2 separate regions of the Mus musculus genome follow, and region 2 is linked to region 1. A link is a contact called in public HiChIP or PLAC-seq data. All regions are on one chromosome and are shown on one strand. Each heading gives the region's core, a stretch centred on a gene start, on an enhancer-like site or on the middle of the called end of the contact. The rest is flanking DNA. Distances are from core to core; before and after follow the strand shown. Region 1 overlaps Vwa8 (von Willebrand factor A domain containing 8). Region 2 has its middle 30 kb from the start of Rgcc.

Evidence for each region. HiChIP or PLAC-seq counts read pairs in DNA pulled down with a chosen protein or histone mark.
Region 2: a contact with region 1 is called in an H3K27ac HiChIP or PLAC-seq map of thymic regulatory T cells, with 5 times the contacts expected there. The contact joins two enhancer-like sites. A contact is called at or near these places in 3 of 15 datasets of contacts at CTCF or cohesin (the NIH/3T3 cell line, pro-B cells and stem cell-derived epiblast-like cells), 19 of 484 Hi-C or Micro-C datasets (the 3T3-L1 cell line, DN2 thymocytes, arterial endothelial cells and 10 more), 19 of 115 datasets of contacts at active chromatin or transcription factors (PVALB interneurons, T-cell acute lymphoblastic leukemia, bone marrow-derived macrophages and 10 more) and 4 of 9 other capture datasets (adipose tissue, embryonic stem cells, liver and 1 more).

What each region holds. Positions count from the first base shown.
Region 1 is chr14:79,138,424-79,141,626 of GRCm38.p6, reverse strand. All of the region lies in intron 37 of Vwa8 (von Willebrand factor A domain containing 8), which reads right to left. Among named protein-coding and RNA genes, the nearest start is that of Gm30970, 4.8 kb to the right of the region's middle. Within about 2 kb of position 1,541, at least 71 of the 459 cell types and tissues checked have an H3K27ac peak or open chromatin away from gene starts, as enhancers often do. A contact at or near this core is called in adipose tissue, thymic regulatory T cells and trophoblast stem cells, where this site is marked.
Region 2 is chr14:79,329,993-79,333,195 of GRCm38.p6, reverse strand. No RefSeq gene overlaps it. Among named protein-coding and RNA genes, the nearest start is that of Rgcc, 30 kb to the right of the region's middle. Within about 2 kb of position 1,760, at least 100 of the 459 cell types and tissues checked have an H3K27ac peak or open chromatin away from gene starts, as enhancers often do. A contact at or near this core is called in adipose tissue, thymic regulatory T cells and trophoblast stem cells, where this site is marked.

The sequences.
Region 1 (3,203 bases), core at 292-2,791:
CTGGAAGTAGAACCAAGGCAGGCAGATCAGGACTTAGTTTTTAATAAGGCCAGGACATCGGATGCCCTGGAACTGGACTTACAGATGGTTGTGAGCTGCCATGCGGGTGCTGGGAGCTGAGCTTCTGCACGATCAGCCAGTGTTCTTCTTCATCACGGAGCCATCTCTCCATCCTCATTAGTAAGCATTCTTAGCCAGCCTCGTAGATAATGATTTTAAGAGGTTTTGAAGGAACAGGCAAGGAACTATGTCGTGTGTGTGTGTGTGTGTGTGTGTGTGTGTGTGTGTGTGTGTGTGGTGGGGCTTTGGGTCTCAGAGACATGCAGACATTATAGAACTCCTCAGAGAGACTGGGCTTAAAAGACATTTTCAATCTCAAAAGAATTTCCGACAATCTCCGTATGTTCCTTTGACTGGAGGGTTTGTAGCCCATGGCTGTCTGTTTAGAGGTAAAGATAGCTTGCTGGCTGTGAGAGGGATCAGGTGAGGTCAGAGCAGCAAAGTCTGCATTCTGGATGAATTCCAAGTATGTGGATTGGAGAAGAGCCACCATGTGACTGGCCTTCCAAAAGTGAGCCTGGCTTCCATACAGCACCTGCTTTTGCTTCTCAGCAGTCTCCCAGCAGGCTGTCCCCACTGCCTGTGACAAGAGTCCCATCCATCCAGGGTGCTTTATCCATGGCAAACCTGTCCCTGCTGGTGTGTGTGTGCAGGGTTGAAACCATGCCCACGACCCACAGGTGAGGTATACATTGTTGTAACTTTCCACGGAACACAACCTTTGGGATGGTTGTTTAAAGGACGGAGGCTTTCCAGACCCTGAGGAAGGCTGGCCTATGGTGAGGTATCTCCTTGAGAACAAAGACTCTCAGATCCTGACCAATGGGTGGGTCATCTCTGGAGTGCTGTGCTCTTTGTGTGGACTGTGTGCACAGCCATTCTGTTTTAGGGAGCCCAGTGGGGAAAATTCAAGGAAAGGAAAGGACACCCCTCCCATGCGCCTATTCTTCTTAGACAACAAAAGACAGATAATTATCTAACGCGTTTCTCAACATGAACAAAACAGAGAAGTGACCTTTCTGTCTGTGCCTGTTGACGGCAGTGACCCCAGCCGCAGCAGCCAGGGGACAGTCACCGGAGCAGGAGCTCAGCTGTAGCTCCCCGCCCGGCCTGTCACAAACGCCGTAAATTTTAACAGGCAGCCAGACCTGCATGGTTCACAGTCACCCCTAGGGAGTGATAAATGCTCCTGCTGGTAGACTTATATAAACTGAGACGCAATGATCTTTTTAAAAGGATATTCCCTGTGCTCAATAAACCTGAGTGTTGTAAGGCTGAAGGGTGGCTAGCCTAAGGAGGAAAATAAACCAATCTGGCAAGAAAAAGCAATCATTTGGAGTGCTGGTAGAGTAACCTAAATGGACAGGTACTGAATTCAGCGATTTAAAACTCACATGCTTGCTAGCTGAAAACCCCCACTTCTGGCTTCATGCCGTTTATAAAATGCACTCTGTGGGTGAGAAAGGGCAGTGACGGCAGGAGTGTGACTCACGTATAGTATATGCATTCGTGAAAATTTCAGTAAAAAACGGCAGCAACCTTTACAGTGTTCAGTGACAGAGAGCTTTGTTCAGACACACCTGCTGTCACCTGATAACAGCAAAGAAATGCCACTCAGTGCAGAGGACATCCTGACGACAAGTGAAAACTTATAGGAGATTTTAGGAAGTAACATTTTGAGCTTGAATCAAAATACCAACAATACCTGATTGTTTTGTTACTTAATAAGTGGCAGATACAACCAAAGAGGACAATGAGGCTGGATCAGGGGAAGAGATTCCACCTGCTCTGTCTAGACCCCTGCCCACCGTTTGCTCACAGAGGCCTCCCTTCCCAGTGGCCTTGCTCTGCTCCTCCACCACCCACCACCCAGGAAGGTCTTGGCCTCTAAGCACTTGCCTGTATAGAGTGCTGGCAGGGAGCGATACTGCTGTTTATGGCAAAATACAGGTGGAAAACATGGCTAGGACATTTTATCAGGGGAAAGATGTATAATGAGTACCTGAAGTAAGAACAGGAGTTTTTATATGGTAAAGTTTAAAGAAAAAAGTTTATTTTTCACCTTCTGCCCCACCACATGTGTGCAGGTGCCTGTAGAGGCCAGAAGGGGGCGCTGGAGCTGGAATTACAAGTGGTTGTGAGTCACCTGACACAGGTGCTAGGAACTGAACTCAGGTCCTCTGGAAGAGTAAGTAGCAAGCATTGTTAACAATGAAGCATTTCTAGCCCCTGTGAATCTTAAAAACGAATGTTACTGTAATGTCTGCCCACTTGAGCGGGGCCAGCGCTGCTGTGTGGTAGACTACTGCTTGGAATCGCCATTCAATCCTATGTCCTGCTGCACCTGGGCCATCCCAGTTAGCACCAGTTGTCTGAGGATAATAATAAGAATGATTATTAGTTGTGATCAAACCATTTTGTTCAGAGGGCTTAGAGGTGAGGAAGAGCTGAAGAGGTTAGTGAGACCTGAGGTCCTTGGCAGGGCAGATCTCCCTGCTCCTATCACTAAAAGTCCAACTAAGTGATTAAAAACAGTGCCTTCAGTCTTAACTAATTATTGCATGCTAGTTATCATGGCTGGTTATTACACACAGCTTAGCCCTTTAGGGGAGGGAACTGTGCTATTTGGGTACTAAATTAAGCCTTGTTTCTTGGCACCAATCAACATGGGCAACACTCCTTCGGTAGAAGGGAGAGACTAGGAGTTAGACAGACTCCCCAGAAGGCAGACACACAGACAAGGGACCAGGCTAGGTAATAAAGACAGTAAACTTCCAAGATGACTGCTTCTTCCTCAGCCTCCTGACTTGAAAGAAAACCTGGTATCTTAAAACAAGAGCCTGGTGAGATTTGTCTCCCACCAGCAGGCTACCCGGTGATGGACTGGCACGATAAGTTCAAGGCTGGATCAGAACATGTTACAAACCCGTTGGGGGGCCACTCCGTCACCCTATCCTTCTTCAAACTGACCAGCCCTGAACTAGAGGAGGGAACTCTGCAGACTTAGAACTCCAGCTCTCAGGAGAGACGGGCTTTCCAGCTTCTGCTACGCAGAGGGCATTTGTCTCTGTGTGTCTGACATGTGTATGTTTCCTCACCCCCAATAAACATACTTTTTTTTTTCAACTATTGATTTCAATGAT
Region 2 (3,203 bases), core at 511-3,010, 190 kb before region 1:
GCTAAGTTCCCTGCAGGGAATCCCTGAGCAGGTGATTCTAGGATGCTGGAGATGCCAGAAAGATGTTTGGTGCTGGAAAAAAGCTGTGGGCTCTGTGAAGCTACCCCCAAGGTAGCTTGTGCTGTGAATGGTAGGTCTGGGCACATAGCTCTTCAAAACTCAGATCATGACACTATGTGACCCTGATGGCACATGGAGCTTCAGGGTTTCATGTTTTCTCTGCGAGTGTTCATCTTGCTTTGACTCACTGTTCCCTTGCTGTGTCTCATTCTTTCCTCTCGGACTAGGAATGTTGACCAGGAATGAATTAATAGGGAGTATGCATAACTTGGTTTTCGATTTTACAAAATTTCCAACTAAGAGAATGGTTTTGAATGTCAGAAGGTATTTTAGACTTTTGAGCAATACTGAGACCTTATTAAGACCATAGGGACTTGAAGTTGGACTGAATATATCTTTTTAAAAGAAAGATTTATTTATTTTATGTATATGAGTACACTGTAGCTGTACAGGTGGTTGTGAGCCTTCATGTGGTTGCTGGGATTTGAACTGAGGACCTCTGGAAGAGCAGTCAGTGTTCTTAACCGCTGAGCCATCTCCAGCCCCTGAATATATCCTAAATTATGGAATTTGCAGTATGAAATGAGAGCTGTGGATTGCGTGCTATGGTTTGAATCAGAAGTGTCCCCCACAGGCTTATGTGTATGCGTTCTGGTCCCAGCTTGTGCTATTTTAAAAGCCGAGGAGCCTTTAGGAGTTGGCAGAAGTTAAGTCAGTAGGCCCTTTGAAGACAATACCCCCTCTGCTGCCTGTCTGTCATCATGAGCTCCTCCACCCATATTCTCTGCTTTGATGGACTGAGGGCCGTGAAACCATGATCCACAGCAAACCTCTCCTCCCTCATGTTTTTGGGATATATTTGTGTCACTCTGATAAGAGAGTAGCTAATCAGTTCTATTCATGAAATTGGGATTTCACCCAAGCCTGCTAATGGCAAAGCCAGACCAGAAACCAGGGTGTGTGGCATTCCTGCCTGCATGCTTCCTTCCTGGTGCTACCGCTCTGGCCCAGACCCGCATGGGTAGCCAGAGCAATTGCAGGAGGGTTAGCTGCTTACTGATGCTGCAGGTTCCGGGTCTCCCTGCCTGTGCCCCGCAGGGCCACTTCTGACAGAACAACTCAGTGCCAAGTGTTTGAGACTTCAATAGCTTGGGTTTTTCAGATCGTTGGCCTGTCCCGTCACTTTCCTTTCCTGGTCTCATAGTTGTCCCATGCAGCACCCAGTGCTGAATAATTTGCTTAGCCTTGCTAAGACTTAGTTATCCTGTCAAATGGGAGTTATAATTTCTACCTCAGATCTGTGTGTGTGTGTGTGTGTGTGTACATGAGTGTGTACATGAATGTAGTGACTAACACATAACTGATGAATAAATACTAATACCTTACGATTTTTATTTATGTGTGTGAGAGACAAACAAGGACCGAGACAAAGAAGCAGAGAGACTCGGGGGCCAGGGAGGGAGGGAGGAGAAAGCAGGCACACTCGTGCCACAGTGCTTGTGTGGAAGTCAGAGGACTTTTGGGTACTGTTTCTCTCCTCCCACCGTGGGTTCCAGGGATCAAGGTCATGTTGTCAGGTTTGTGTACCAAGTGCTTGTACCTGCTGAGCCACCTTGCCAGTTCTAAGTACCAGCTCCACTCTCCTGATGGAGACTGTCAGTCAGAATCTCTTTATCTCTACGCAGGGCATGCTTTCCTTCTGCTGTGCTCCCCGCCCCACCCCCCGCCCCGCCCCACCCCTACCCCCGCGCGCGCTTCCTGTCTGCGGTGCATCCGCAGGCATTTCCTCCTCCCAGAAACATTGCCTGTTGTATTCTAGTAACATGCAGTTTTTATATCTATTTACTGTTTTACCACCCGTCACAAAAATAATACCCAGCATTCATCAGGTATCTTTTGTGCAGCTAGTACAGCGGCCAGTCCTTTGTGCACATTTTCACAACAGTCCTATGTCACAGCAGTCGAGGATCGGGCTGTATGTTAATTGCATGTCATCGATAAAGTAAGTCAGTGTAGCACAGTGAGATCTTTGTGGCTGTGAACTCTAGCATTCATTTTTACACTCCTGGTACGTCCCTATATGTAGTGTGAAAATGCTTGTTGAATGAGTAAATGCTGTATTTCTTCCTCTTCTTCCATCCTAACTGAAGTGGGTTGAAATTATTTTTGATAGTTAGGAAAATAGATATAAAGAATTTTGTTTCAAGTAAAAGAAACAAAGCTAAATAAAAGTTATTAATAGTATCTGCATCACCCACTGGCAGATATTTTCTTTTTTATTGTGCCATTGCTTTTCTTCTATTTTGTAGGTTTTATCTAGTTATTCTTATTTTTTGAAATTATTACATCATTTCCCTCTTCCATTTCTTTCTTCCAAACCCTCCCATATAACTCTTCTTGCTGTCTTTCAAATCCATAGCCAAAGGTATTAACTGTTGTTATATGTATATGTGTATATGTACATACCTATATTCTTTTTTAAAACATTATTTATTTATTTATATCCCAAATGCTGTCCCCTTCCAGTCTTCCCTCACAAAGTCTCTCCCTATATCCCATCCCCTTTTCCTCTGAGAGAGTGGAGCCCCGTGGGTATCCCTCCAACCCTGGCACATCAAGGCTCTGCAAAATTAGGCTTAGCCACTGAGGCTAGCCAGGGCAGCCCTGTTGGGGAACAGATTCCACAGTTAGACAACAGCTTTACGGACAGCCCAGCTCCAGTTTTGGGGGAACCCACATGGAAACTGAGCAGCATTTAATTGGTACATTAATGTGGGGAGCCTCAGACCACCCCATATAGCTCTTTGGTTGGTGGGTCAGTCTCTGAGAGCTCTCAGTATTTACCAACAGGTTAAGATGACTGACAGGGAAGACCAACAGGTTAGTTGATGCTGGGGAGTTCCTACCCCCTTCAGGGCCTTCAGTCCTTTCCTCAGCTCTTCCATAAGAGTCCCTGACCTCTGTCCAATGTTTGGCTGTGGGTATCTGCATTTGTTTCAGTCCGCTGCTGGGTAGAGCCTCTCAGAGGACAGTTATGCTAAGCTCCTGTCTGCAAGCGTAACAGAGTATTATTAATAGTGTCAGGGATTAGTGCTTGCCCATGAGATGGGTCTGGTTATTGGTTGGCCATTCCTCCAGCCTTG